Regions from separate parts of the Mus musculus genome. Here regions 1, 2, 3, 4 and 5 are each linked to region 6. The links are chromatin contacts, called in public HiChIP or PLAC-seq and promoter capture Hi-C maps. All regions are on one chromosome and are shown on one strand. Each heading gives the region's core, a stretch centred on a gene start, on an enhancer-like site or on the middle of the called end of the contact. The rest is flanking DNA. Distances are from core to core; before and after follow the strand shown.

What was found. Promoter capture Hi-C pulls out the DNA fragments that hold promoters and counts their contacts. HiChIP or PLAC-seq counts read pairs in DNA pulled down with a chosen protein or histone mark.
Region 1: a contact with region 6 is called in a promoter capture Hi-C map of embryonic stem cells, with 7 times the contacts expected there. The contact joins the enhancer-like site here to the promoter of Kif26b in region 6. A contact is called at or near these places in 6 of 39 promoter capture datasets (the 3T3-L1 cell line, embryonic stem cells, frontonasal cranial neural crest and 1 more), 4 of 484 Hi-C or Micro-C datasets (bone marrow-derived macrophages, embryonic stem cells, nephron progenitors and 1 more), 16 of 115 datasets of contacts at active chromatin or transcription factors (craniofacial prominence, embryonic basal ganglia, embryonic forebrain and 10 more) and 3 of 9 other capture datasets (adipose tissue, embryonic stem cells and pancreatic islet).
Region 2: an H3K4me3 HiChIP or PLAC-seq map of embryonic limb bud shows a contact between it and region 6, with 11 times the contacts expected there. The contact joins the enhancer-like site here to the promoter of Kif26b in region 6. A contact is called at or near these places in 12 of 39 promoter capture datasets (the 3T3-L1 cell line, 3T3-L1-derived adipocytes, the C10 cell line and 8 more), 2 of 15 datasets of contacts at CTCF or cohesin (the NIH/3T3 cell line and pro-B cells), 17 of 484 Hi-C or Micro-C datasets (the C2C12 cell line, the HL-1 cell line, adipose-derived mesenchymal stem cells and 10 more), 22 of 115 datasets of contacts at active chromatin or transcription factors (VIP interneurons, cardiomyocytes, craniofacial prominence and 14 more) and 2 of 9 other capture datasets (embryonic stem cells and liver).
Region 3: a contact with region 6 is called in an H3K4me3 HiChIP or PLAC-seq map of embryonic basal ganglia, with 4 times the contacts expected there. The contact joins the enhancer-like site here to the promoter of Kif26b in region 6. A contact is called at or near these places in 8 of 39 promoter capture datasets (the 3T3-L1 cell line, the C10 cell line, HPC-7-derived erythroid cells and 4 more), 2 of 15 datasets of contacts at CTCF or cohesin (the NIH/3T3 cell line and large pre-B cells), 2 of 484 Hi-C or Micro-C datasets (bone marrow-derived macrophages and olfactory sensory neurons), 20 of 115 datasets of contacts at active chromatin or transcription factors (the NIH/3T3 cell line, SST interneurons, craniofacial prominence and 14 more) and 3 of 9 other capture datasets (adipose tissue, embryonic stem cells and pancreatic islet).
Region 4: a contact with region 6 is called in an HNF4G HiChIP or PLAC-seq map of pancreatic cancer cells. The contact joins the enhancer-like site here to the promoter of Kif26b in region 6. A contact is called at or near these places in 8 of 39 promoter capture datasets (the 3T3-L1 cell line, 3T3-L1-derived adipocytes, cancer-associated fibroblasts and 4 more), 3 of 15 datasets of contacts at CTCF or cohesin (the NIH/3T3 cell line, pro-B cells and stem cell-derived epiblast-like cells), 12 of 484 Hi-C or Micro-C datasets (the C2C12 cell line, Sertoli cells, adipose-derived mesenchymal stem cells and 6 more), 23 of 115 datasets of contacts at active chromatin or transcription factors (the NIH/3T3 cell line, SST interneurons, acute myeloid leukemia and 14 more) and 3 of 9 other capture datasets (embryonic stem cells, liver and pancreatic islet).
Region 5: a contact with region 6 is called in an H3K27ac HiChIP or PLAC-seq map of regulatory T cell precursor, with 7 times the contacts expected there. The contact joins the enhancer-like site here to the promoter of Kif26b in region 6. A contact is called at or near these places in 11 of 39 promoter capture datasets (3T3-L1-derived adipocytes, the C10 cell line, HPC-7-derived erythroid cells and 7 more), 5 of 484 Hi-C or Micro-C datasets (bone marrow-derived macrophages, cerebellar granule neurons, cochlea and 2 more), 19 of 115 datasets of contacts at active chromatin or transcription factors (SST interneurons, VIP interneurons, craniofacial prominence and 13 more) and 1 of 9 other capture datasets (embryonic stem cells).

Annotation. Positions count from the first base shown.
Region 1 is chr1:179,195,643-179,200,220 of GRCm38.p6, reverse strand. The region is part of intron 5 of Smyd3 (SET and MYND domain containing 3); the gene reads left to right. Among named protein-coding and RNA genes, the nearest start is that of Gm31349, 130 kb to the left of the region's middle. Within about 2 kb of position 1,285, at least 47 of the 459 cell types and tissues checked have an H3K27ac peak or open chromatin away from gene starts, as enhancers often do. A contact at or near this core is called in craniofacial prominence, embryonic limb bud, embryonic stem cells and 2 more, where this site is marked.
Region 2 is chr1:179,058,781-179,063,110 of GRCm38.p6, reverse strand. All of the region lies in intron 8 of Smyd3 (SET and MYND domain containing 3), which reads left to right. Among named protein-coding and RNA genes, the nearest start is that of Gm31349, 270 kb to the left of the region's middle. Within about 2 kb of position 2,905, at least 88 of the 459 cell types and tissues checked have an H3K27ac peak or open chromatin away from gene starts, as enhancers often do. A contact at or near this core is called in the C2C12 cell line, the NIH/3T3 cell line, VIP interneurons and 8 more, where this site is marked.
Region 3 is chr1:179,104,524-179,108,857 of GRCm38.p6, reverse strand. The region is part of intron 5 of Smyd3 (SET and MYND domain containing 3); the gene reads left to right. Among named protein-coding and RNA genes, the nearest start is that of Gm31349, 220 kb to the left of the region's middle. Within about 2 kb of position 2,002, at least 21 of the 459 cell types and tissues checked have an H3K27ac peak or open chromatin away from gene starts, as enhancers often do. A contact at or near this core is called in embryonic basal ganglia, where this site is marked.
Region 4 is chr1:179,040,811-179,045,270 of GRCm38.p6, reverse strand. It overlaps Smyd3 (SET and MYND domain containing 3), which reads left to right. Exons shown (of 12, transcript NM_027188.4): 10 at 1,360-1,534. Among named protein-coding and RNA genes, the nearest start is that of Gm46249, 270 kb to the right of the region's middle. Within about 2 kb of position 3,145, at least 134 of the 459 cell types and tissues checked have an H3K27ac peak or open chromatin away from gene starts, as enhancers often do. A contact at or near this core is called in the C2C12 cell line, the NIH/3T3 cell line, Sertoli cells and 8 more, where this site is marked.
Region 5 is chr1:179,167,193-179,171,413 of GRCm38.p6, reverse strand. The region is part of intron 5 of Smyd3 (SET and MYND domain containing 3); the gene reads left to right. Among named protein-coding and RNA genes, the nearest start is that of Gm31349, 160 kb to the left of the region's middle. Within about 2 kb of position 1,818, at least 33 of the 459 cell types and tissues checked have an H3K27ac peak or open chromatin away from gene starts, as enhancers often do. A contact at or near this core is called in regulatory T cell precursor, where this site is marked.
Region 6 is chr1:178,526,436-178,531,030 of GRCm38.p6, reverse strand. It overlaps Kif26b (kinesin family member 26B), which reads right to left and starts at 1,906. Exons shown (of 15, transcript NM_001161665.1): 1 at 1,406-1,906; 2 at 241-642. The coding sequence starts at 1,468.

The DNA.
Region 1 (4,578 bases), core at 36-2,535, 670 kb before region 6:
CTGTGAGGAGTAAAATCACTCTCTGCCTCATTTGATCCCCAGGGCACTTCAGCCTCACCTTGTAGATGGGGTAGTGAGACAGGGCTGCCTCTCCTTTGGGGAGAATTTAAACACAATTCTCTCTCTTTGAATTCTTGAACAGAGGAGACCACAGAGGGCTTGGCTATAGATACCTTGGAGAGCCTTGTGGAGTGGGGTAGCCCAGTGTTGGACTGTGGAATTTGAGGGGGCGGATAGCTCAGTGGTGGGCTTGGGAGATAGCCCAGTATTGGGCTGGGGCTGAGGCTGGCACGGGAGTAGGTTTGGTGGGGGATAGCCCAGTGTGGTAGAGAGCATGCCTAACAAGCTGAGACCTTAGGTTTACTCCCTAGAACTCCAACTAAATAAAATAACCTTTTTCCTTTTACACTAGATCCCCACCCCCTCCCCCCAATTTGGTATTGCATTCCTTAATTTGGTCTTATAAGTATTATATAAATACGTAAGTAATATTCTTTTTAGGCACTTATCTATACTTAATTTCTGATGTTGGCCTTCTCTGCTTAGCAGTGATTCATTGGCAAAAACCAATGCATTTGGGGTTAGCAGACTAACATCTGCAGGCAGGCCTGCTGTGTGTGTGTGTGTGTGTGTGTGTGTGTTTGTTGAATTAACAGAAGTATCAGATGTTTTGTCTTACATAAATGAGTTAAATATTAAGGACAAACTGAAGGTGTGTGGCAAGAGTCTTTCCTTACCATGAAAAGTCATAGTTGGTAAACTCTCAGTTTGTTTCTTTGCTCTTTCTGTCTGTCTGTCTGTCCGTCCCTCCTTCCCTCCCTTCCTTATCACCATCACCACCACCACCACCACCATTATCATTATTTCTGGTTCTGGGGATGGAAGCCAGGGCCTGGTGTGTGAATGATGAGCTCTGTCTTTGAGCTTCAGCCATCTCCCTACTGTGATTCTTTTTTTTTTTTTTTTTTTTTTTTTTGGTTTTTTGAGACAGGGTTTCTCTTTATAGCCCTGGCTGTCCTGGAACTCACTCTGTAGACCAAGCTGGTCTCGAACTCAGAAATCCACCTGCCTCTGCCTCCCGAGTGCTGGGATTAAAGGCGTGTGCTACCACGCCCGGCTCCCCGACTGTGGTTCTTATTGGTATAAGAGTAACATGCTGTGCAGCACATCGCCATCCCTGCCTTCAGGCACATACTGCCCACCATGTACTGCCTGGGGGCTGGCTGAGGACTGCATGATGGCACACTGACCTTGACTTTGGTGTCTTTGCACTTCCTGCATCCCTGCTGGCTCCTTTCCCATCAGCTCCACCTCCCAACATGGTAAAGGTCATCAGGCGGTTCAGGCTGAAGCACTTAGTCCTACATTGTTATTTCTGATTATATAACTGGGATTTTCTTTTGTAGGAAGTTTTAGCCCTTCCTTCGATTGAGGAGGCTGCCTTGTACCCTTTCACTAAGGGCAGCTGTAAATGGCAGCTTTGTACTGCCTGGGTGCTCTCTTTTTTGCTGACCTACAGTTTAATTTCCAATGTCTAGACTTGATAGTCTGAATTTAAACACAAGACATAAACAGAGTCATCTGGAACTCATTTTTCCCCACACTAAACACTTCTTTCAGATACTAGTGTGCAGGAGACTCCTTCCTCTAACCACACCTCCAGATGAAAATCATTTAATTAACTGAGAAAGGTTTAGCTTAATTGCTCTCCTAAACAATCACGCATACCGGGTTGGTTTAGGTTTCCAGTGGCCGGAGGGTGGTAAATCGCAGATTCATGCTTAGGGAACTCCTACAGGGTCTTTTTGCTCAAAGATGTGGTTGCTCCAGCCTGCCCTTTCTCAGTCTCACAGGCCAGTTGGTTCTGGGTGTGTGGCCTTGCTAATTGCTTGTGGCTTTCCTGTCTGGTGACAAAGACTGAGCTGGACCTCTTCTGGGAATGTGCCACAAACCGGATGTAAGCACCCGATATCCGGCTCCCCTCAGTTTGTTGCTATGTGTCTGCTCTGCATTCAAATAAAACATTACAGTCGATATAAATAAGCTGTTTATGCAGTTATGTGTGTCATGCAAATACCTTGGATCACTTAGGCTTTGGTGCTGAGCTCTGCCTGCTTGCTAAAGCCCGAGGCAGAAGGATGCAGGAGGCACTGGGTGATGGAGGAGTTTGTACCAGGAGGTGCAAGTCTACAGAACTACTCTCAGACCAGAGTTGGAAGCTCCAAACTTTGACTCCGGAGGTGATGAAACCCAGATGGCTTCCCCAGCTGGCACACTTTACACACTCCACTCTCAACAAGTCAACTTTTTATCTTCTAGTCCAGAAATTGGGTTTAAGGGGAGTTTGGGAGAGGGAATGTGAATATGAGTAGAAGCCCCGCTCACTTGCCAATCAGATAGTTCCAGCCCCAAATAGTCTTCTAATTAGGAATGAAATCAGACGGGTGGGTCTGCGCAGAGGCAGGTACGCCACTGCGTTAGAATTTGTTGCATTTTAGCAGTAAAACAGGGTTCCTTTTCTTTTATCACCGGGGTAATTAGGATCTCCGTGACATCTACAAGACACTCTTCCTTTTCCAACTCCTAGCTAAACTGTACTGTCTTCATATAAAGTGACTCTGTAAATGTCTACACCAGCTCCTAATGCAGCAGAACTTTTACAGAGTCTAAGAGTTTACTAGTTGAAAGCCTATTCATGCTGAAATAAATTACTGAATCCTCCTGCACTCTCTCCTCCCATCCCAGACTTTAATTATAAAGCCACAATCACACCAGATAGTAAACCTTAAATATTTTAACATTTCCCCAGCAGGAGACAGCAGCACATAAACCAGCAGGCAGTTATATGGAGAGATTTATTTCTTACTGACCCAGGAAGCCATGCCTCAGTGCCTCAAGAAGATGCTGTTGTGCCCCGCCCTCTCCGAGGGTGCTAATGAATGAGCACAAATACCTACAGCGAGTTAAGTACTCTTGGTGGGACAGATGACAGAGGGCATCAGACAGTGAAGATTTTAAAGTTAGGTCTGTCGGGTGCTCAGGGATGTTTGTGTGTAAATTTGGAGTTGAGCTCCGACAGGTCTGAGGTTTTTATGTCGTGCAGTCCTCTTGGTTGTGAAAATTCACTTATTCCAGTCTGTGTCTATTTAGAAGCACTGGAAGTTTAGGGCAAGCTCTCACAAGATTTACCGCTGCACTGTTGGGTAGAAAATGATTTGCAGAGGGGATATCGCTGCAGTTCATTAGGTCAGAGCGCTTGCTGCCAAGGCTGAGGATGACCTGAGTCCGATCCTTAGGACCCACAAAGGAAGGAAAGAACCAAGTCCCCAAAGTTGTCCTCTGATCTCTACCGAGGCACACCCACACTAAATGAGCGAATACAATGTCATTCGTAAAGCATGACTTTTGAAAAATGATGTAAAACATGAAAAGACAGTTTTTGGGTGTTTATGTCCAGGTTGTTGAGAAGGTAATTGTAAATGGCTCTTCTGAGCTGGAGAGATGGCTCAGTGGTTGAGAGTATGCTGTGCTTGCTGAGTTCAGTTCTCTATCACCACTGGGAGACTCACAGCTGCCTTTATCTCCAGGAGATCTGATGCCCTCCCCTGGCCTCTGCAGAAACTGCATTCACATGCACAAACCCATAGACATACACATACATAATTAAAATAAATCCATAAATGATAGATAGATACTTAAAGCCTCTCAGTTGTTAAAATTCAACATTTTAGGACATCCACAGTCAACTTTTTAAAATTAACCCATTTATAATTGTGATGCTGGAGAATACAAGCCCTGCCTTTCAGTAGTCCAGTTTGAATGACTGTTTGTACCTGGGATAAATTGAACTGAGTTATCTTTAGAAATTCACAATGTATCATGTGTTCATAGGAATGTCCATTCAGCAATCCAAATTCCTTTCCTGCCATTGGGATCAAACCACCTGATACAGCCTATGCCACCGGGGGATTATTCGTTTTGGCTCACAGTTTAGGGGTTCAGTGCATCATAAAGAGGAAGGTGGCAGTGGTCCATCAGTGCATACATGTGCGTGTATGCATATGGTGCTGGGGGCAAAACCAGAACCTTAGATATTCAAGGCATGCTATCTATGAGAGGGAGCTGGGAGGGGGAGGAGCGGAACCTGGGGAAGTAGCAGGTTTCTCTAGGGACTCTCAGGAGATGCTTGTCAGGGGTGGTGGGAGAAATGCTCAGGGCTTCCTGAACATCTGTATACCCAGAGTATCGTGAATGTGGTGTTTCAGTGTTTAATGTCAGCTTGGTCCTTCTGGCTAGTTAGTTACAGAGTTCTATTTAGGGTACTGGAACAAAATGCATGAGGCTGTGCTTACACACAGCAGAACCGAGAAGGGTCAGGTAATGGCATCGTTACAACTGCCTTGGCACCCAAAGCTGGGGTCAAAGCTCCCCAATGTCTTCATGGATTTGATGGGCTGTTTCTTTAGACTGGGAGCATCCATGCTAAGTTTAACTCTGAGCCATTTGTTTTATGCCAGCAGTTTCAGTAAAGCAAGGTACCATGTGGACTGGCTTCTTATGAGTCTTGTTCTTGTGTGC
Region 2 (4,330 bases), core at 1,656-4,155, 530 kb before region 6:
TGTGTGTGTGTGCATGTGTGTGTATCTGTCTGTCTGTCTGCCTACCTGCCTGTGTAGAGTGTGCATGTGAATGTCCACATAGTATATGTCTATATGTCCTCCTGTACAGAGTGTGTGTGCATGCATGCCTGTGTGCCTGTCTGCCTGTGTAGAGTGTGTATACTCTATGCCTATATGTTCTCCTGTGCAGAGAGAGAGTGTGTGTGTGAATGTCTGTCTATGCAATTTCAGTAGAGTGGAGAGAAAGATGCTGCAGCCTAGCAGAGTAAACCAAAGCCTGTGACATACAAAGACAAGCAGATACATAACATTCCAGCTCCTGTTTGTGACGAGTAACGGAAGCCTTCACATAGAGAGCTTTCTCAGTGCCCTGCCAACCCATGTTCTTGCACTGAGAAAGAGGTTTTTATATTAGCTTACTTCAAAAAAGAAACCCTTATACATTCCAGTTTATGAACACTTACTAACACTAAGTTTTTACTTTCAATGTCATCTGGAATGTTAAATGGATAGTATAATGGTAATGGCTAGGGCCATATAATTTGGACATACAAAGAGTATAACCCAAAAAGAAAATAATTAAAAAGAAGCAAAAAGTAAGATCTTACAAGTTTCCTTAGGTGACACCACAGTACCCCTGGCACTGGGGACCCTGAGATGAGAAGAGAGAATCACAGCATTTTGTGTACCCCAAATGCCATTTTAGGACAGCCAAAGTTTGATGAGGACCTTATATTACAGCAATATAGTTTATACTTATACTGTTTGGAGCCAAAAAGATTTGATGTTGTCAGCATGCTGGGTTCCAGTGAAATATGCCCAGGACCCTGGCTCAGTGAACACCCTCTTTGGGGAGCTAAAATGTTCAGAGAATGCATTTGAGTCTGTATTTCTAGATCTCCCCACAGTTCCCAGCAGGTCCTGTGTGCGATCCCTTGCCCCTCTCCAGCCTTTCTCGTTGGGGGCTGTGAGGCCATAGGGACACCTCCACTCACCCTCTGGGGACGTTTTTTTGGAGTACCGTCAGACCTCTGTCTGGAAAGCTCTGTTAACAGTCATGCATGCTCAGTTTATAAGACGGTTACAAGGAAATGGAGGTGGGGGCAGGGTGCCAAACACAGCCAGAGCTTTTATCTTTGACATTACAAAGAGGTCTCTGGCCCGGGGCCAGGCTGGAGTTTACGGGAATATAAAATGCAGACATGTGCTTTCTGTTGGTGGGGCGCCAGGGGAAAGACGGGCCATGCAGCCAGACAGCACTTCACTTCCCTGGGATGCACAGTTGCTAAGAAGAGCATCCGAGTCTTGGTGGTTCAGAGCAGGGTCACTTGTGGCTATGAGGTAGGATGAAGAAGAGCCATGCCATATGCTGGCCTCCTCTCTTCCCAAGGTGAAAAAGGGGTGGCCCTGTCAACCCCATAGCCTGGGAGTGATGGCCTTCTGCAGTGACCCCTGCACCCCTCAGGAGCACCAGACTCCGGAAGTATGTGTCTGCATACTTATTGAAAGACAAGATAGACCTCCTCTACTTTTAAGCAAAGTTTTGATGTTGTACCCCTCAAACTGTGACATAGTCTTCTTGAGCTTTTTGTTCATTTGGCACGAGGTCAGAGGAGTCCGATGTGGCCTCATTAAGCATAAGGAAGTTCTTGTGGATTTGTGCATCCAAGCTCTGAAAAATAAAAGAGAGAAAGATAGATTAGTGTGCTACCAGAAGTTGCACTAACAGATATTAAGGCGTGGCTTCTGATTCCCTAATGACATAATTTTCTTTGGTTACCCCAGCGCTGACCTTCTTTAAAAGTGTCTCTACACTTGTGTCACAGGACTGACTGGTTATCTGAAATTGCAAGTGTGGGCCCCAGCCAAACTCACCACTTGTTTGGGGATTACAGGTTAAGTAATCTGATGTGCTTGTCTTAGGAGATAAACAAATGCCATAAGCTGCCTGGGTTTTGGCTATCACCCCTACTGACCGTTACAATCATGGATGTCAGGGGAAGCACACAAATTAAATACCCTTGGTCCAAGTCTGGGCTTGGCAACAGGCGGTGCCATGTTGAGTACAGTCTTTGTTCTGTGCCACATACTCTCTCTGTTCTGGCTGGGGTGGTGCTGGAGAAAACTCAGCTTAAAATAGAAGGAAGAAGGGGAAGAAAGAAGGAAGGAAGGGGCTTGCAATTTGCAGGACCACACATGCTCAAAGTCTCTACTCTCTGAGTCTAAGAACTGTCCTCAGGCACCGCAGACACCTATGTGACCAATGGACTGGAACGATTAGTTTCCATCTCCATGGTAACCATAATCGAGTTTTCACCGAGGCACTGGGTCTAGCTCTGAGTCTTGCAACTGACTGGCCAACAGCAGAGCTGGGAGCTGAGTCCCAACTCCTTGATGCTGCTTTCGTGGTTTCTGCCACACAATGCCTCGAGCCTGCGACCTAAAATTGTCCAGTGATCAATTCAGTGCTGGGGATCAAGCCAATGGCCTGGCGAGGGCTCTAGCACACAGCCAGCCCTCATCCTATTTTGAAATGTCTTTGGAACGCCTGCATCTAGCCCATCCTAACCTTCACCATCAGGATGTTGCCCCTTAAATCTGTTCTGTTGTAGTTTGAAGCAATTTCCTGTCTGTATGTAGAGGTGAGTGAAAGCAGCTGCTCCCAGTAAGGGACATAAAAAAGATTAAGGAGCAGAGAGCTGTGGTTTCAGTCTCCATTAAAATAAAACCTGTCCTGAAATTTGGGGCACGCAGGGGGCGGGGTGTACTTTATCTTCATGGCTGCCTGCATTAGGACAGTTTTCCTGTAAAAATCTTTGCATTTTTCCCAGAGTCTCAAACCTCCCACCTCGTGGTGTTTACAAAAGGAGACTGGCAGAACTCGGCCTGAGTCACATGCATTTACAGCCGCACAAGCCATCCGTTGGATAGTTTCTCCACAAATGTGAAAAGAATTCGTTTGAATGTGCCTTTGCGAGCCAAGCCAGTAGCCTCACGCTTTGTATGATCCCCACTGTGCGTTCTCAGGCGCTTGACTCTGCAGCATGGGGAAGATGCAAAGAGGTGCTCCCTTAAATATCCTCCCAGAATGTTTAACTGCCTCTGCATGTTGGTCCATCATGCCTGTTCCCTGCAGAATGCTGCCTGTAAAAACGGATCGTCAGCAGGCTCCACTGGTGTGGCTCAGCTCTCAGAAAGCCCCAACTTTTGTAGATGCGGGTGTTGCCAGTGTAAATGGCTTTGGTGGTTGCAGGAGCTTCGCTGTGACGTGAACGTCCCCTTCCTCCTGGAACTTCTCCGTCACTGGAAATTTAACCTTGAACCTGAGATGGGTTGCACGGACATTGCCTTGTAAAACTGTGTAGTTTCTACAAAGCCGGTTTGTGCCAGAGTGAAAAGCAGACACACCTTTGCTCCCTAATGCCTGATCGGGGCACACAGCAGTTTGATTCTGTCTTAAGTAGCAAGCATTCTTGCCTTTCCCTCCACACCCCTTCGTGCCCACTGTGCCCATTGGCTGCCGTGGGGTTCATACAATGGTGAATGCTCTGGTTTCAGCCTTTTTTCCCATGTTATGAAAGAACCGTTTTCTCCCCCTAAGTTAAACCTGGACTGCTTTCAGGTATTTTTGCCAAAGGAAGTGGAAATTGGTTCCAGTTGATGTTTCCTGTTAATCATAAAGGTTCTTGAATGAGCCTGTGAGCTAATCTATTAGTCCCAGTATGTTATCCATGAACCAAAGTACTGCAGTCAAAGACACTGAAGATTAGACTGTTCCCATCCTGGGTTTTATTTCAGGGCTCCCTGCCCCTCTCCAGAGGACAGGCATGCTATTTGAACCGTATGCTACTTTCTTTTTAATATAAAGTAACAGAGTACCCCTTCTTCCTTTTAACACACTGGAATTGTTGCCTCACTAGGGAAGTTTATAAGTGTTCCTTAATTCCGTTCCGATCCTATCCTCCTCCTCCTCTCTGATCAATCTAATTAGAGTTTACGTGGGGATCGGATAACAGGAAACACAGGAAGGCAGATCGCCCTTCTCTTTCTCCATTTTAATGAGAACCATCTGAAATTAAGCTAGCACAAGAGTTCCAACATCAAGCGCTTGCAAACCTAGCAAGTAGAGTTGTCTGTGGCTTCCTGTTGCAAGGTAAACCCGGATTGGTACCTCTAATGCTTCATCGGATGTTGCCAGCAGCCACTTCCCAAGGATGTGTCCAGCCACCTGTGCCAGGACCCTACCCTATTGAGGAAACTTGGCTCTCTCATTCCTGGTGACTACTGGCCCCTGAAAGGCACCGTGTCTACTTTGAAACCAGAGGAAGCC
Region 3 (4,334 bases), core at 753-3,252, 580 kb before region 6:
CGTCACTGTATTATTATGTAATTTCCTGTTCTTGTCCATCTTTTCTCTTTGCATCAGCACAGATGTACATTGACAGGTATCCTTATGGCTTCTGGTCTCATTTCTTCCCTTGATCCTTCTCTTCATGCCTGCTTCTCTTTCTCTCTTTGCTCACGTCCCCATTGGTCTTCACATTCTCCTTTTTTAGACTTGCCTTCTATTGATAATGCTTTGGCTTATTTTTCCCCTCAAATGGGGTTTCCAATGATCTCCCACCTCTAGCCATATTAAAATACAGGTTATACAAAGTCCTACTTACTTCTGTTTTATTTTTGTGACCCCACACGTCTTTTCCTGTCATTGGTACCTTTTTCTCAGAAGCAGTATTGATTCTGGACCTTTGCCCTTTTCACGTTGCCTTTGACTGCCGAGAGGTTAGAAGCCTCGAGTCTGTAAATTCACCTATGTTTGCTGTAATTATCAAGCCTAATTCTTTCTGTATGTTCTGTTTTGTCCAGATGTGAGAGGAAAATCAGGAGAGCGTGCGTTGCAAAACAAAGCTGGAGGGAAAGAGGATCATTCGAGATGTTTTTCGTTAAAAATAACTAAGTGAATTTAGCTCAAGTCACGGAAAGCTTTGCTCTTTTCTCGGTGACGCTGAACAGTCGGGTGGCTGGTTTACATAGGAAGCTTGGACTTCTCATTGGAGGCAACACTGAGAGTAACTAAATAGGAGAGAACAAAGGGAAAGAGGGAATTGCAAAGGTCAGACCACAGGCAGCACATGCAGGCTTAGGAGCTAGGAATTGTAAATACTTGTCAAATATATATATATATTTTTAATGCCTGCAGCACAGGAACCTGAGCATTGGCTAGATAAGGCACTCAGGTCTGTACAACCAGCAAGTGCAGCTGGTCCCTGGGCGCCAAGGACTGCCTGGTGTTTTAATTACCCCCAGATCACCGGGAGGAAGTAGAAATGATGTGACCCTATCTACTGCTGTGTGTCTCTGTTTCTATAAAGTTTTTGTGAATACCCTTTTCTGTGGCTGTGTTTAAGTCTGAGATCTCACACACGTGCTAGGTAAGCGTTCTGCAGAGGAGCACCACCCAGGTTTCAGAAAATGTTTTTGTATTTCCTTCTCCAGCTGTGTGACTTTGATGGCCAGCACACTCTGTAACAAATAGCCACCTAATTCCAGAAAGGTCTTTACCTGGCTCTTCCATTTGTCAGGCTAATGATGAATGACCGTGAAATCCGTCCTCTGAACCTCTGCCCATTCGAACCCCCGCCCCCCAAATGCCTCACTTGATTACTTAGCTATGCAATGGGTAGAAAAGCAACGCAAACTTGGACTTTAAGATAACTCGTTTAAATTCAGCTCCAAAGGAAATGGCACCGCTTAACTCACTATGGAAGGCGGATGCCTGGAGCTGCAGAGCATTGAGTTACTCTGGAGTGCAGCCACATTTGGCAAGTCCCTCTGGCTTGGCAGAAGCGCTGTAATTTTATACAGGTTTGGGATTTGAGTGACTTATGTTAGTCTGTTCCATAATGGCCAGGCACTAGTTTTTGCTTTTTTTTTTTTGCTTGCTTGCTTGCTTGCTTGCTTGCTTGCTTGCTTGCTTGCTTGCTTTATTTATTTATTTATTTATTTATTTATTTATTTATTTATTTAACTTTGGTGGAGCAGAGGTCCAAGGAGGGGGCCAAAACTGCCCAGCCTTTTAGTGAGTGACTCCAGGGGAGAGAGAGATGGTTAGAAACTTGACCTCAAGTGGCTGTAGTGACAGACATAGCTGTATACATTTCTACTTAGTTTCCTCCAGAAGCCTAGAGGCCTCTCTAGTGGTACTGCCCAGCACTAACAGAGGATTTTGTGCGTTGGAATCTGTTTGACAACTGGTGGCCTGGAAGAGTTCAGTTGTTAATGATTTTTCTCAGCGAACTTAGCATATTGTGCCGTTCTAGCTAAGGATGTCTTCTAATTAATGGGCTATTGTACAAGCTGCTGCCGTTTGCTTTGGTCCCTGGGTGTCGGGACTCATTCCAAGGCCTCTTTCTGTCTTCTCAATTAATCCTCACAATACCTCTGGTCTATAGCTTTCTGCTCAATGCCGGCCTTTTATTTCTGAGCCTTTCCTATTCAAAATGAATTGGTTTATAAATGCAGGCACGTGAGCAATCGAGCATACTTGTCCCCACGTGAAAAGCCTTATTCCCCCATGATTTTAAATGTGTCGTAGCGGGTGGCGGAAGGCATCTGTGAAACGAGAGAAAGCGGTAGGTAGGGTTTGTTGGAGGGGAGGGGAGAGGCAAGTGGGCTGCGAGGATGGATGGGTCCGTGTGGGAATGGCCACAGACACCAATGCTCACAAAACAAGTGTCGACCTCATTTTCTCTTTCTTCCTTCAGCTACTTGTTCTTTTGTGGCTGATTAATCTTCCCTGCCCTCTCCAGGAGGGAATATCTTTCTCCCCGTGGCACTAATTTAGGAATGGCAGCTGAGTTAGTTAGCTTCGGTATCTGTGGCCATTCCCACATGGACCCATCCATCCTCCCAGCCCCCTCTCCTCCCATACCCCCCCCTCCATGCCTCCCAGCTGGCCTTCATAGCCCCCAGCAACCCAGCATGTGGATGGTCTGAGCGAACGTAGGCCGAGTACGTCCCAGGGTCATTGAAGAGCTGTAGACTCTTGTGTTTCTAAATTGATCCGACAGATTAGACTGTCTTCCCAAATTATTGCTGTTTGTATTATGACAGAGTCACTGACAAGGAAATATGACCAATAGCTAGAAAATCATCTTTGGCTGAGGAAGGCTAAAACCTGTCAAAATCAGAGAGAAATGTAACACGCTTCCCAATCTTACTGAGCCTACTTGGAGAATGGAATAAAGCAAAATGGTAAAGGAGGAAAATCTTCTCTCCTCCTTAGTGCCTATAATTGCTCTAGGCGTATCATGGGCCTTTAATAAATGAATAAGCAAATCCCTGTTGCAAATGGTCCTAAGCCCCAAACCTTCCCTCACCTGGTCCTCTCCCTAGGAGTCCTACAGAATTGAGTTTTCTCAGCCAGCGTATGGCAGCACGTCAGCCACCTTAGGAAAGTGTTGAGTTCTTTGCCTTGGGTTTGTGGAAATCCTGAGTGGCACCTCCTGGTGGCCAGGAGAAATCCGAATGTGACCGGCATCATGGTGTTAGTGGCAGACATGACAGATGTTCTACTCTCAAACAGTGTGCTTCAGTTTTAGGGAGCCCTTTGCTCCAGTGAACAGTGGGTCACTGGCATGGGCTCGGGGTGAACAAGTCCCAAGGAGCATGCCCAGGACAAGTAGGGACCTGACATGCCCAAGGGTGTCTCTGCTCTCCTCTTCAGATCACTCTTGCACCTGCTCGGCCCTTCCTGTGGAAAACAGTCATCGGCATCATACTTGACCTTTCCACTTTCTGTGACGTGGGGAACAGGGCACAGTTCAGAGACTTGTGCATCTTTTTTAGTCAAGGTGAAGATGGGAAATTTCACTTACTGGCTGGGGCAGAACCTGGTGCCCCTGCTCTTTTTACTTTTTTTATTGTCATTTCTGGTGACTTTGGATGTCGTGACCTTGACGGTTAGAAGGTCAAAGTCATCTGTCTGAGTGTTTACGGCATTTTCCATTGCTTACGACGCCAGCCTCCGGGCTCTCTCCCTTAGTGCCCCTTCTTACTGAGCTTTCTCCGACTGTCTTAGCCACTCTGGTGACCTGGATCTAGTCTATTGGGCACTATGCAGTTGGCATGGGATATTTTTCTTAAACAGCAGCTGAGAATCTTGCCTGTGTAGGTTGCTGAGTGGGTATTTAGTCTAGGAAGGTAGGGGAATAAAATGAAAGGGGGGAAGGAAAGAAGGCAGTGACAATTTGTTCTGTCCACTGAGGCTTGAACCCAGGGCCTCATACATTCTAAGAAAGCATTCTTTCTAACACTGAGCAATACCCCCGATTCCTTTCAGATATTTTAAATTTTTGTATCAGATCTTGCTGATCACCAAGATGGGCCTCACCCTTGCTTTGCTTGTCTCCAAGATCACCATTCTGCTTTAGCCTCCCAAGAAACTGAGTTTATAAGCATGTGCCAGCGCACGTGTCACGGAGGTTAAATGTGCCCAGCGTGTATTCCCTACAGAGCAAATATTGAGATCTCAGCTTGGTGTGCCAAATGCTGGGGTAGATGTGTGACCCAGTACTGTGTTTCGTAAGCTGAGAGATGGCCCTCTTCCAGCGGGGCAGACCCGAGACCCTGTCTAATCAGCACCCAAAAGATCAGTGGTGAAGAAGGGAATGGACTGCAGCCATGTTTAGAGGTACCTGGCAG
Region 4 (4,460 bases), core at 1,896-4,395, 510 kb before region 6:
AGTCAGAGTTACTAAGCAGTGGGTCTCCTTGTTCTTAAAACAGCATGTTTCCTTCTTCAAGGTACACTTAAATAACTCTTCTTAATAATTTCTTTCTATCTATCTATCTATCTATCTATCTATCTATCTATCTATCTATCTTTATTGAGGCCAGACCAGGCAGTCCTCTGCTGTGTATGTGTTGGGGGCCTCAGTCCAGCTAGTGTGTGCTGCCTGGTTGGTGACTCAGTATTTGAGAGATCTCAGGGGTCCAGGTTGGTTGAGACTGCTAGTCCTCCTACGGGGTCACCCTCCTCCTTAGCATCTTCCAGCCTTTCCCTAATTCAACCACAGGGGTCCCCGGCTTCTGTCCATTGGTTGGGTATAAGTATCTGCTTTTGTCTCAGTTAGCTGTTGGTAGGGCCTCTCAGAGGGCAGCCATGCTAGATTCCTGTCTGTAAGTACATCATAGCATCAGTAGTCATGTCAGGCTTTGGGGCCTCCCCTTGAGATGGGTACCAATTTGGGCCTGTCACTGGATCTCTTTTTCCTCAGGCTCTTCTCCATCTTTGTCCCTGAAGTCCTCCCTTCCTCCCTCCCTCCCTCCCTCCCTCCCTCCCTCCCTCCGCTCTTTCTGTCTGTCTGTCTGTCTCTCTACGTAGTCCTAGCTGTCCTAGAACTCACACTGTAGGCCACACTGGCCTAGAACGACCAACTACCCCTGCCTACCAAGTGCTGGGATTAAAGGCGTGCACCATCACACCCAGACTTTAATATTTTCTTTCAGTGTTTGGGTTTCAAGTAAGAATACATGTATTCAGTTAAGTATAGGTTTGGCTCGCCTTGTTTTATAACAAACAAATGTGTTTCTTCAGACAGCTGCACCAGCCGCAGGCCTGTGCACTGGTGTAGGTTGGGTTGCATGCATGTCCGGGACTCGGATGAGTCAGAAGCAAGTGCATGCTTCCCCTTTCTCCCAAGGGATTCTTTTAAACAGAAATAATTCCACAGTAAACAATTGGAAGCTGAACTAAAAACTCCAGTCCAGTTTAATAAACACCTTTGCTCATTTCTCAACTAAGTTGAAAGGAAAGATATACAAGGGTGAAGAGGGATTGTTTGTTTCTTTGGGAATTTTAATTCTGCTAAAGTACAGGCCGGGTTAGAGACTCGTTTGTTGGTTAAACAGAATTTATTTTGCTAAGATGTCACTTGAATGGGTTTTTGTCTCTCAAGTACGTTTTCCAGGCTGCCCTTCTGTGCAAAATAATGGGAGCCTCCCCCCTCCCATGCCTGGAAACTCTTCATGCTTTAGACGGCTCTGTTCACTTCTGTGTTTTCTTGATGAAGACAATGAGGCCTTAACTAAGTTAATAACAGAGTGGGAGCAGGTTCTGGCGCTGTGCCAGGCGATCATAAACAGCAATTCCAACCGGCTTCCCGACATCAACATCTACCAGCTGAAGGTGCTCGACTGTGCCATGGATGCCTGCATCAACCTGGGGATGCTGGAGGAGGCGTTGTTCTACGCCATGCGCACCATGGAGCCGTACCGGTGAGTGCTGGGCAGGGCAGGGCAGGGCTGGGACTCAGCTGCCTCCACTGTGGGCTTGGGATGGGATGGCCGCTGTTCTGACTGATATAAGACTGCTGTCCCATCAAGCATTCCTACCAGCAGTTAGCATACAAAACCAAACCTTCTCTCATTCATTCCCGTTTCTTCACATATCCGACAGTCACTGGTAAAGCTGTTTCCAGGATCCTTGACCTCTGCTTGTTCTGAAATGAGTTAAATACTGTTGCTGTGTGAGAATGGGTGATTATAATACTGTATGTGGCTTGCAGTGTAAGGACAAACAGGGAGGGGCCAAAGAGGAGCACATGGCTCAGTCCTCTCTTTGGATCGACTATGCAGGTGAGGGTGATAGATCTGATGCTCTTAGGCTAACAGTGGTGGTGGGTCTCCTCTGTCAGAATTCACATTTGTCAGTGATTGTGTGCACACTGTTGGCCCTTGTAGCCATCTTGTGACCAGGTAAGAGAATCGGAGGCTATTCTTCTCCAGTGAGTCATTGGATCAGAGAAGAAACTATTGGTGAACTACGAGTGATTCATTACATTATGTGTTGTGCATGCACACATGTGTGCATATGTACATAGCATGGTGTATGTGTATACATGTGCATGTGTTTGAAGGCAGGACCTAGCTTTATGGCCCAGGCTAGCCTCCAACTTGTGATTCTCCTCCCTCTGCCCTCTTTCCTAGCCTGGGCTACAAGAATATGCCACCATAGCTGATGGAGACTTATTTTTTCCTGCCTATGCTCAGCTCCTCCAGGTGTGTATGTGCTAGGTGGTCTTGTAATGTGGAAGAGCTCCGAGAGGAAAGGGAGGCTGAAGTCAAGTGCTAAAGGTCTGGGCAGTACAGCAACAGTTTTCCCTGGACAAAGAAGAGAAATCGAGGTTGAGAACAAGCCAGCGGTGAGGATGCAGGGCAGATGAATAATCTGAGAGCCGAGTTACTCAGTGCCCAGCACAGGGCAGGTCACCACAATGAAGACAGTGGCTACATGGGATATAAAGGGGGCCGTGTCTGCAGAGCAGGACACCTTTCCTGGGTGTAGTCTTCCCCATTCTACAGATGATACATACATGGCCTAGCCAAAGAGGGTGAGGCACGGGGAGAATCCAGACCTAGACCTCTGGGACATGGGACAACAGGTACAGGGAGTGGTTCTAAGTGAAGCAGGTGGGGCACTGCCTGTCCTCCCTGGAGGGGAGCCTCGGGTGACAGACAGCAGGGAGGGGAAATTACCTCAATCTGCATGTCAAGAATAGAAGTAGGTTTAGGATCCAGGCTGTCACTATCAAGAGAGATATCCATCCTGTGTGACCCTAGGCCAGCAGTCAGATCTGGGCTGAGAAGAACCTGAAGATAGCCAAGGCCCCTGTAAACAGGTAGGTGTCAGAGACCCACAAGCCAGCCAAGCGGCTCCAGACCCATGGGTGTTTCCAGACTTTGGCAGCTGGCTGCTTTTGTTCCCTTGTGGTGAACAGCTTTGGAGCTGTCTGTGAGTCAGCTCTAATCTAACGTGTAAGATGCTGCCTGGAGGGCTGAGACCAGAGACTTTCCCATGAGCAGTGGAATGTCTGTTAGGGGTGAGGAATCTTGTGGGTTTTCTGGAAGAATGAATCAAATACAGAGAGATAAGGCCGCTCTCTCAGAGCCGCACTGAGCGTTGACGTGGCAAGCAGTCTGTGATGGTTGGCGCAGTCTCTGAAGGCTGGGGCCTGGCCTCGGGAGCCCAGAACACATGCAGCACAGTGAATGGATGGACCCAGGCCAGGAGCTGCAGACTGAGAAATTCTGCCTTTCTCCAAGGGCTCTGTGGCAGCACAGTCCCCCATCCTTGTCTGGCTGGCTTTTGAAGCAGATTCTTGCCTTATCTTTTCCTTCACTTTGCCATCCAGTCTACCCTGCCAAGGCCAACTGGAAATGGCCCTTTAGATTGCCCCACCAGTAAGCTCTCAAAGTTCTGATTGCATTTTAATCCTCTTTTGTACATGTGCAGAGACTTCTGCACAGCACTGACCCAGCCCCACTTAGCTGGCAGTTCAACCAGCGAGCACTCACGTCAAACAGAAACTTTCTGCATAGATGAGGCCACGTCCTCCACAGCATATTCCCTCGTGTGTGAGAAACTTTCAATTACGTTTTCGTGGCATTGGCCAATCACGTTCTCCCGGTAAATGTGTGTTTTGTCCTCGTACACAGAGACAGGTTTTCAAGCCTGTTTCATTCTCTTCTCCCTAGGGCTTGCTCTGCAGCACGCTGCCCTGGCCCACTTCCACTGAGTAGGACTCGTGCCATTTGCCATCAGAGGGACTGTAGAGCCAACTTGATGAGCAGTCTAGAACCCACACAGTTAAGAGACTCAAGGAACACACTTTGCCCTTTCCCTTTTAGCTCAGGACAGCGATATGGGGAGCACAGACCAATGGGTGAGATGCCCCATGAGCCCCTGTCAACCTCGGAACAGGAAGGGAATGGCAGGTGGCGATGGCTTTCATGTGCTGTCAGTCACCTACACAGTGGCCTGTGGCTGCTCTAGGCCAGCCTTTGCTGCCGTTTAGCCAAGGACACGGACAGTTAGGGAGGCCTGGGTTACTGATCTGTGACTGGATTACCATCTGCAGGAATAATTTGACAATGTCAATGTGCTATTTGTCGTGCCCGGATTGAGGTCAAGCCTCGACTGAGCACTTTGTCACCGTAACCTTGGGTAAGCTTCAACTGCTGACCTTGGAGGACAGTGTGTCCAGATCCCATCTTTGTCGAGCCCACTGTTTTCAACCCCCTGCTTTGCAACTCACTTATTTTTACCCAATAGATCTCACTTAACTTTATGGTGCAATTTACTACAGACCTTTTTTTTTTTTTTTTTTATTAAGTCTTCCACAAGGCAAAATGTCTGAGGCAA
Region 5 (4,221 bases), core at 569-3,068, 640 kb before region 6:
ACTCGTGTGTACTCATGTAGGGAGTTGTCTTTTGAGGTGTAGGGGATCCTTGGTTTCGTAGGGATAGGAACTTCTGCTTCAGCCAGGCACTTGCTTTATCTTATGCATTGTCCTCTTTCCATGAAAGACTTCACCTGACAGGAAAGTTCCACTCAGTCCTAGGAGGCTGGGTAGTGTCCCGCTGAGCATCCTGGGAGAGTGGATTCAGTTCCAGGTGTATTTTCCCTCCCTTGAATTTATTGTGCTTTTGCAGACTCTTTGTTCTCTTTCTAAATGTGTTATAAAACCAAAAGCTATAGATAGTAGACAAATTTCAGTATATTGAAATAATTCTAAAAAAAGATTGCGTAATAAGCCCCGTGACATCACAGCCTTCTGGGACATCACAGTCTTCGAGCCTTCGAGTGTTGACCTCTTCCCTCTGTGAGCTGAAAATGTAACGGAAAATAGCCCAGTAGAAAAGTAGACTGCGGGAGGGTATGTTGTCTCTGTCAGACAAAAACACAGCTCACATTTCCCCCAAATGATTCAAATCTAGAGCTGTGCACGAAGGTCGAAGACAGACTAGTGTGATCACCAGAAACCAACAGAGCAGGAGCCCGCTACAGTTTTTGGGTCTGAAACCCAAGTAGAGGATCAGGCGCTGGACTAGTGGGAGCTGAGACAGGGGAGGATAGGACCTGTGATCTCGGAGCCATGGAGCCACTTGAACAGTAGAAATGGAAACAATCTGAGTGGGCAAGAAATACCCGAGGCCACATACCGGAGCTCCCAGACACAGAAGCCATGTTATGTTGTCCTGAGGGTCAGCCTCCAAGGAACCAGGCAACAGGATCTGGAAGTCCATTTATAACAAATGTACAGAAGAACAAAGCTCTACTGAATTCTGAAGTTTTACTGGTGGGCTCGGTAAAGGACAAAAGGCTTGGTAGTAAACTGTGCCAGAGAAACAAGTATTATTCAGAAAAGGTAAATTGGGGGGGGGGGAGACAGACAGATAGACAGACAGACAGACAGACACACACACAGACACGACAGAAAAACAAACAAACAAACAAAAACAAACAAAAAAAAACTGGGCTGGTGGCGCAAGCCTTTAATCCCAGCACTCGGGAGGCAGACACAGGCGGATCTCTGAGTTTGAGGCCAGTCTGGTCTACAAAGTAAGTTCCAGGACAGCCAGGGCTACACAGAGAAACCCTGTCTCGAAAAACCAAAACAGACAGACAGACAAACAAAACAAACAAACAAACAAAACCCAGAGACATGACAGAAACAGAGAGAGAAAGATTATTTCTCCAGCTGCAGATGTAAATGCTCTTTGACTCAGCAGTTATGCATAGATGAATATTTCCTATAGTCATTTATCAAATACACAATGTGGCAGATGTATGTGGTATCAACCACACCTTACTTTGCAATAGGAAAAGCGCTGAGATAGTATCTGAAAGTCCATCAGTACTCAAGCTGTCGTAACCGCTTCTGGGAACTGTATGACACTGTGCAAAGTTGACACTAAGCTGCTTTGATAAGAGTGCAGACATTCACATGTGCCACATTACCATGGTTACTTGTGTAAAAGGAAAGGGAAGAACACCTAAGTGTGTTTTCTTGTCAATGCAGGATGTAAAAAAAACCACAAGAAAAGTAATATTGTCTCTGGATATAGAAACCACTAAAAAACGATCCTCCTTTTTTTCTCCTTCTTTTTTTTTTCCTTCTTTCCCCTTTTCCTTTCTTTTTTTGCTTTGTTTCCTGTGGCCAGGTTTCTCACTGTGGCCCCAGCTCTCCTGGAACTTGCTTGGTAGACCAGGCTGCCCTGGAACTCAGAGATCTCTACCCCTCGAGTGCTGGGATCAAAAGTGTGCGCAGCCATGCCTGGCTCATCCTTTTCATTCTTATTTGAGAAGTAAAGGAAACCTGGCCCCCGTTTGTATCCAGCCTTGTGTAGCTTTACACTGAAACCTCTAATTGAGATGCTTCTTGGATAATGCTTTCTCGAAAGAAATCGGCAAGGCTGTTTGCAGAGCCAGCATAGTGCGATGGCCCAGGTGGCTTCAACGTGCAAGCTGTGACCCATCTGCCCATGCCCCCGCCCCCCCAACCCCATGTTCATCTCCATCCTGCCTCTTGAATCTCTGTGTTCCCCAACCTTCTGGAAACCAGTAATGCTGCGTATTCGTAGATACAGTTCCACTGCAGGCCCAGCTAACACAGTTGTGCGTACCTAGGGGCCTGATGGAGCAGAATGCTTGTCTCTGCTTACAATGCACACTCCCCTTAGCTGTTCATGCTGTCTCTTGAATATTTATTTTTATATAGAGCAAGTTGTATATCATCAATAAGCAAACATTTGGACAATCTGAAGAGCAAAGTACAGGAACAAATGTGCACTCCTCAAATCTGTCTCCTCTGTCTTTCTTTCCTCTTCTGGGCAAGATTTGCCAGAAGTGGAAGAAACTGAATGTGGATGTTGCACACAATTTTCAATTAAAATTGCTTGCAGTAGGAAAGTAGGCAAAGAAAGTAGATGGGGGGTGGGGGGATAGGCAGCCATAGTTGAGGTCCCCACACATGCCAGATCCCATGAACAGCAGCAAACAGGCTCCCGCAGAGAAATGGAAACACTGTTGTCCTGTGACAAGAGGTTCCAATTAATGTGACTCACATGCATCTGTCTTTCAGTAGCTCACCTCAGGAAGCAACAACCTGTCCTGCTGCAGGAGTCGGCAAAAGGCTCATTTAGTGAGTGCACCAGGAGGCAATCTGGGACCTGTGCTGAGTGGTCAGGACCCTTTTCCTTTCCATTTACCTCAGGTCAGGAGTAGCAGCTGACAGGGAGATGTGGCTGTCAGGCTTCTGAGGAGGAGGCCCTTCTGAAAGTGTATGCTCCTCAGAAGCAAAGGTATAGAAGAGATCAACATGGCATCAACATGGCCAGATCTGGGTCACTAAAACAAAAGTATATTTACCCTGTTAACATCAGAGTGAGGACTTTTGTATCCTACTGCAGAATTGATGAGCTTAAACAGGACCATCTGTCAATTATGTATACTGGACAGTGACCTGGTAGTCAGAGAGGTTCAAGATTTATTCTTGAAGCTAGCTATTACATGATTCATCGTGTATTTATGTTGGGGGGAATGGAAGGGGGGAGGAGAGAGAGAGAGAGAGAGAGAGAGAGAGAGAGAGATAGGTTGTTATGCATGTCTCTGTGTGTACAGAGAACAGAGAAGGGAGTCCTTGCCTTAATCTTTTGAGACAGTGTTTCTCACTGAACTTGAAGCTCGACTGGCAGCCAATAAGCTTCAAAAATTCCTCAGTCTCTGCTCCCAACAATACTAAAGTTAAAGCTATGCCCGTGGCCACATCCAAGGTGCCAGGAACCCAAACTCTGATTTCCATGCCTGTGCCCAAGTGCTCTTGCCTTATGGGCCGTCCCCTCAGCCACCTACACACATTTGATGAGGAACACTGGTGGGACCCAAATTACACGGCTCTGTCATGGGAAGTATGGTTTGATTCTCTTTCTAAGTCTAGATTTCCAGAAAAGCCCCAGGCATCAAGGACTTCTATGATCAAGTCCTTCTTGTGAAGCTAGAGTCCCATTTGGTCCAACAGTAAAGCTCCGTGGGAACACAGCCAGGCTGTTCACACCTTCTTAAAGGGGAGGTCTTGACGAGTGCCTGCTATTCTGTTACTGCCACAGACTGACTGTGAGAGGCAGTTTTCCATATATTTAATACCTGCTTAAATATCATTCAGTTTCATGTATCGCTTAATCACTGCCGTGATCTTCTGAGATGTGTAGTTTTAATTTCCGTGAGTGGGAATATGGTTCTTTTGAGGGCCACACAGACTCCCATGTGGTTATGAGATATAATGGAGGAAACACTCTGGACCTTTCATCTGCTTTTCTAAAAAGGTCACGTCTTTGTCTTGGTTTTTAAATGTCACTCTAGGGATGAAATACAGGCTGTCACACATGCTAAGCAGAGCCTCACACATGCTCTCTACACACTCTGCTCCTCGGCTACATCTCTAGTCCTGGTGGCAACGTTGTGCAAGACTGTGATGTAGTACCACAGTCAGAACCTTGGCATTGATGGAGCATGTCCATCTCCGGGGGGTCTCTCATGTGGCTCTCATACAGCGGCGCCCAGTTTCCCACCACACCACTCTCTCCTTAGTTTTGAAAACTCCGGATCCATTCCAAACTAT
Region 6 (4,595 bases), core at 657-3,156:
AGGGAAGGTAGAGCCACAAATAAGCCATTGGAACCTGGAACTCGCAGCAGCTGGCTGTTAGTGCCCCCTTTGGCATGCTGCTGCAGACAGGGTAGGGAGAACCTGTATGGCTAACCCACTGGGGGCATCCCCTGGCGCCGCGAAGCCGGGTGCTCAGCTAGGGGCCTTACACCCGGGCGCCTCGAGGCAGCATCCTAAGGTGGGGCGCATCTTCCCGCAGAGCACCCCGCAGTAGCTCACCTTTCCCGGGAGGGGTCCCGGCAGCAGCAGCTTGAGAGCCTGCCTCTTCAGCTCCACCAAGCGGGCGTTACAGTTCTCGCACCAGACGCCGCGGTCGGAGCCGGGGGAGGAGCCGCCGCCGCTGCCCGAGCCAGGGGAGCCGGTGCCGAAGCCGGGTGAGCCGCCCAGAGAGCCGGGCGAGCTGGTACCAATGCCCGGAGATGCAGGTCCCGGAGAGCCGGTGAAGGAGCTCGGGGACGAGGTGCCCGAGCCCGGGGACGGGGTGCCCGATGAGCCCAGCGCAGAGCCTGCTCCCTCCGGGGTGGGCCGGCTGCCGGCGCGCGACTCCTCGTAAGCCTTGCGGTACCAGCTCTCAGGAGAGCAGGGCGCTGAGGGCTTGGTGGGCGAGCACATTTCGTTCACCTGCCGGAGAGACGCGCGGCGTCAGGCCCTGTAGAGCCATCAGTCCCCCGTGCGGCGGAGGGCTGGTGGGGGGGGGGGGTCGCCGTCCTGCCCGCACTGATGCAAACCTGCCCTCCATCTATCTCCATCCTTCAAGTGACCAATCCTTAAGGAAGTCCTGTCCCACCCACCCTCGCCAGAGTGACCCGCACGCAGGTCCCCCTCCATTCCTCCTGGGGTCAGCACAAGAGCTTGCGGGGTGTGGATATCCTGCAGCTTCTGCGAGAACACCCAGAAATCCAGCGCCCTACTCTTTCAAACCCGGTACCCACCCCAGCAAGGGCCTAGGTACACAGTCCTAGAACACCCTATCGCAGGGTGGGTGACTGTGACTTCTGGATGTTTACTCATTCGGGGAACAGCCCCCACCCCAGGTCCTGCAGGTAAAGCAAACGGGCTCCCCGCTCCAGGGCAGCGATCCGAGGGAAGAGCAGAGGAATTCCTGGGAAATGCTCCCCCTCGGCTTAACTCTGTCTGCAAGTCCCGAAATACTGCAAAAGTTAAGGGTGTGAGGAAAGGGAGGAACCAAGGGCTGAAGACATTCCCGTAGCCAGGCGAGCTGCAGACCCGCCTCCATGCACGCACGACCCCGCCGGCCGTGGGGACGCCGGTGCACCCGAGAGCTGGGGACCCTGCATCCGCCGCCGGCTCCCGGGAAGCAGAGGACACCCACTCAGATGAGTCCCTGGAAACGCATCTCCTCGTGGACACCGCCACAACTTACCCCGTATTTCTTGCCCCTGGTGGAGACCGCAAGCCTCTCTTTATTTCCGGCTACCGAATTCATGGTGGCTCTTCCAGAGGAAAGGGTCTAAATGTTCCCACAAGGCTACATCCAAAAGGTCTGCCAACCCAGACGCGTCCCCCCTCGTGGTAGGGGTTGGTCCTCAAGTCAAGATTTCTTAATGGGGGGTTGGGAAGAATGAAAGCAAATGGACCCCAGAAGTAATAGCACCAATTTGCAGGAAAGGTTGGAACGGCTGGTGGTTCTCAAATAATGGGTCTTCTCATCTCTCTGCCTCCTCCAGCCACGCGTCCTCTCTTCGCGGTCACATCCAGATCGCTAGCATTTTCCTCCACCCGGCCAGCGCGCGTTCTCCTCTAGCGGGGCCGAAACGGAGGAGGACGGCGGCGAGGACGCAGGGAGGCTGCAGGGAAGGTGGGCGAGCCCTCGCCGAGCCGAGCCGGCGGTGGGAACTTGCCTCCTTCCCCGAGCTCGCTAACTGAGTTCAAAGAAATTCTCCCAAAATATAAGGATCCAGACTCGGGGAGGAGCCACGGCGTGTCGCCGAGCCAATATGCGCCGTCCCGTTTTCTCCTGACAGTTGCGCGCAGGGCAAGGAGAGGGCGGCTGTACGCGGCCGGAGAGCAGCCCGCGGTCAGGACGCGTGTGTCCGTCCGGGAGCAGCGCGGAGCCTAGGGAACCTCAGCCCCGCCGCCTCGGAGCCCGCCGGGCCGCCGCCGCCGCCTCGCCTGCCGCGATCCATTTACGGCGCGGCGCTTGGGCCTGGCATCGCCAGGCGCAGCCGGGGCGGGGGTGGGGTCGTAAATCTGGCTCCGGGCGGGGAAGTTGCTGGCGAGGGGCCCACAGCCCCGGGCTCCGGTGCTATCCAGCGCGCGAGCCTGTAGCTCGGAGTCGGCCGAGCTGCGCTGAAACGCAGCACCCAGGCCTCCCCGCCCCCCTCCCCGAGAGCTGGTCTCTTCCTGGCAAGGCGTGCAGGTCTGCCTTTGAAAAGCCGTGCAAACGGATTGAGTCACAAACAAGTCCGCAAACAGGCCGGGACCAACCCCCCCGCCCTTTGTTCTCCCAGACCTGCCTGGCAAACCTTGTCTTGATTCGCCCTCCTAGCCCCAGCGGGCCAGGGGACCCTCCTCCCCTGGACCCCGATTTGAGCACCGGGAGCCTTGAGCCCCCCTTCCCGCGCCCGCCCACGGGCCCAAGCCCCTGTTAATGAAGGGAAAACCTCCCGAGACCTGCACAGGTGAGCCCGAGACCCAGCCTGTAGCTGCCAGGCTGGGGAAACTGAGGGATTGGTCGCGCCGAACGCGCGCGGAAGGACTGCGCGGGCCTGGAGAGGGGGTGTGGCGCGAGCTGATCGACCTCGGGGACTGGGATCGTCCCCTTGCCCCTTTGCACGGTTGCCTGCCAGCACCCGGACCTGTGGGATCTCCAGAGCACCCAGCTGTCGCCCGCTGTCTGATTCCCGTCCCCCGCCCGGCGCAGCGCCCAGGAGCGCAGGAAGCCGGCGTACGCCGGGCTCCACACGTGGCTGCTCCGGGGTGTCATTTTTCATTTCCCGGGAGGACATTTCTTCTGGTGAGCCGGCAGGTCTATTTTGTTGTGACCTTTAATTAACACCCCACGAGACGCCTCCTGCGGGACCAGCCGGGCGCGGAGATCACGTGTGGTGTAATGGCATCTGGGTACCCCGGAAAGACCTGGCCTGGGGCTAGGCGGGGGCAGGAGGACATTTCGGGCTTCCCTAGTCGCTGTCTTCCTTCAACATATGCAAGAGAAAGGAGGGGGCAGAATACAACAATTGGGGTGCTAGAACCCGGGGCAACGCCCCCCCCTCCTGTCTTCCTGTGTGAACCTTCGGCGCCTCCCGGGCATCGCCATCCCCGCCCAGCGCCCTCTGCAGCTGGTGCACCCCGGATATTTCATAGCCTCTAAAGCGAGGCGAGAAGGTCAAAATGAAGATGTTGAGAACACTGTGGAAGTTTCCATTACGTTCCTACTTCCAATTTCAACGCGATCATATCTGCCGAAGACCTTAGGGGGACTGGTAGCCTCCAGGCAGCCCAACTGCAGCCGCATCTGTATTCTGCCTAGGTGCCGCGGAAAATATCGTCGCCATTAGCTACGCGCGGCTTATCAGCCTCAAAGCAGCATGTGGCCAGGTGAAATGGACGAGCCCGTGAAGCCCGAAGTGGGAAAGGTGGGGTGTCGAAGGGAGAGCCATTGCGGAGCTGCACGATTCGTCCTGAAGAATGATGAGCCCTGAGATCTGATGTGCATCTCAAAATATCTTCGGTCCCCGGCGTTTGATGGGCTCGGAGCGCCCTCTGTTGGTGAAATTTTATAGATGGCGGCTCCTCAAGAGAGTTGATGTAAAATCTACATACAGTGAAATGCATAAAATTTAAGTGTAAAATTCCATGAGTTTCTATAAATAAATACATACACGAATATATCTATATATGTATATATATACAATATATATATACAATCTAATATATATATACAATCTAATATATATAATATATATATAATATATATACATACACAATCTAATATATATATATATATACAATCTAATATAGTCCCCAAATTAAGGTGTAAATTCTTCTCACTGACCCGCCCCCCCCCTTCCCAGCAGTCCCACCCCACATTAACAATTAGCAGTTACTGTTCCGGCCTCCATCACCACAGTTCACTTTTGACTGATCTTGATTTTTTATTTTTATTTATTTATTTATTTATTTTTGGTCTAGAGAATCCGAATATCTTTTGTGTTTGGCTTAACATGGTTTGGGGTTTCCTGTTACTGTTTGCATGGGTCTGTTTCCTATTTTGCTGTCTTACACGCCCCCCCCCACTTGCCTTTCTTTTTAATTGAATAATGTTTTCATATTCTCTGGTCCTTTGACTGAGCCCCTAGCTCTAATGACTCTCATATGAATCTTTGACTTAGCCTGGGCTGTTCAGAAGTAGCATGGCAGACTTCATTAAAATGTACACTTTTGGCAGTCCCAAGTCTATTTTACCTCTGTCCTTTGAGCTAATGGTTTAAATCTACACATTAAAAAAATCCTCAATATGATTGTTTAAATTATGTGTTAAACAATCTGTCTTCCCATAGAACTATGAAAATATGGTTCTGTTCATGTATTTACCCAGGTTTTTTGTTTGT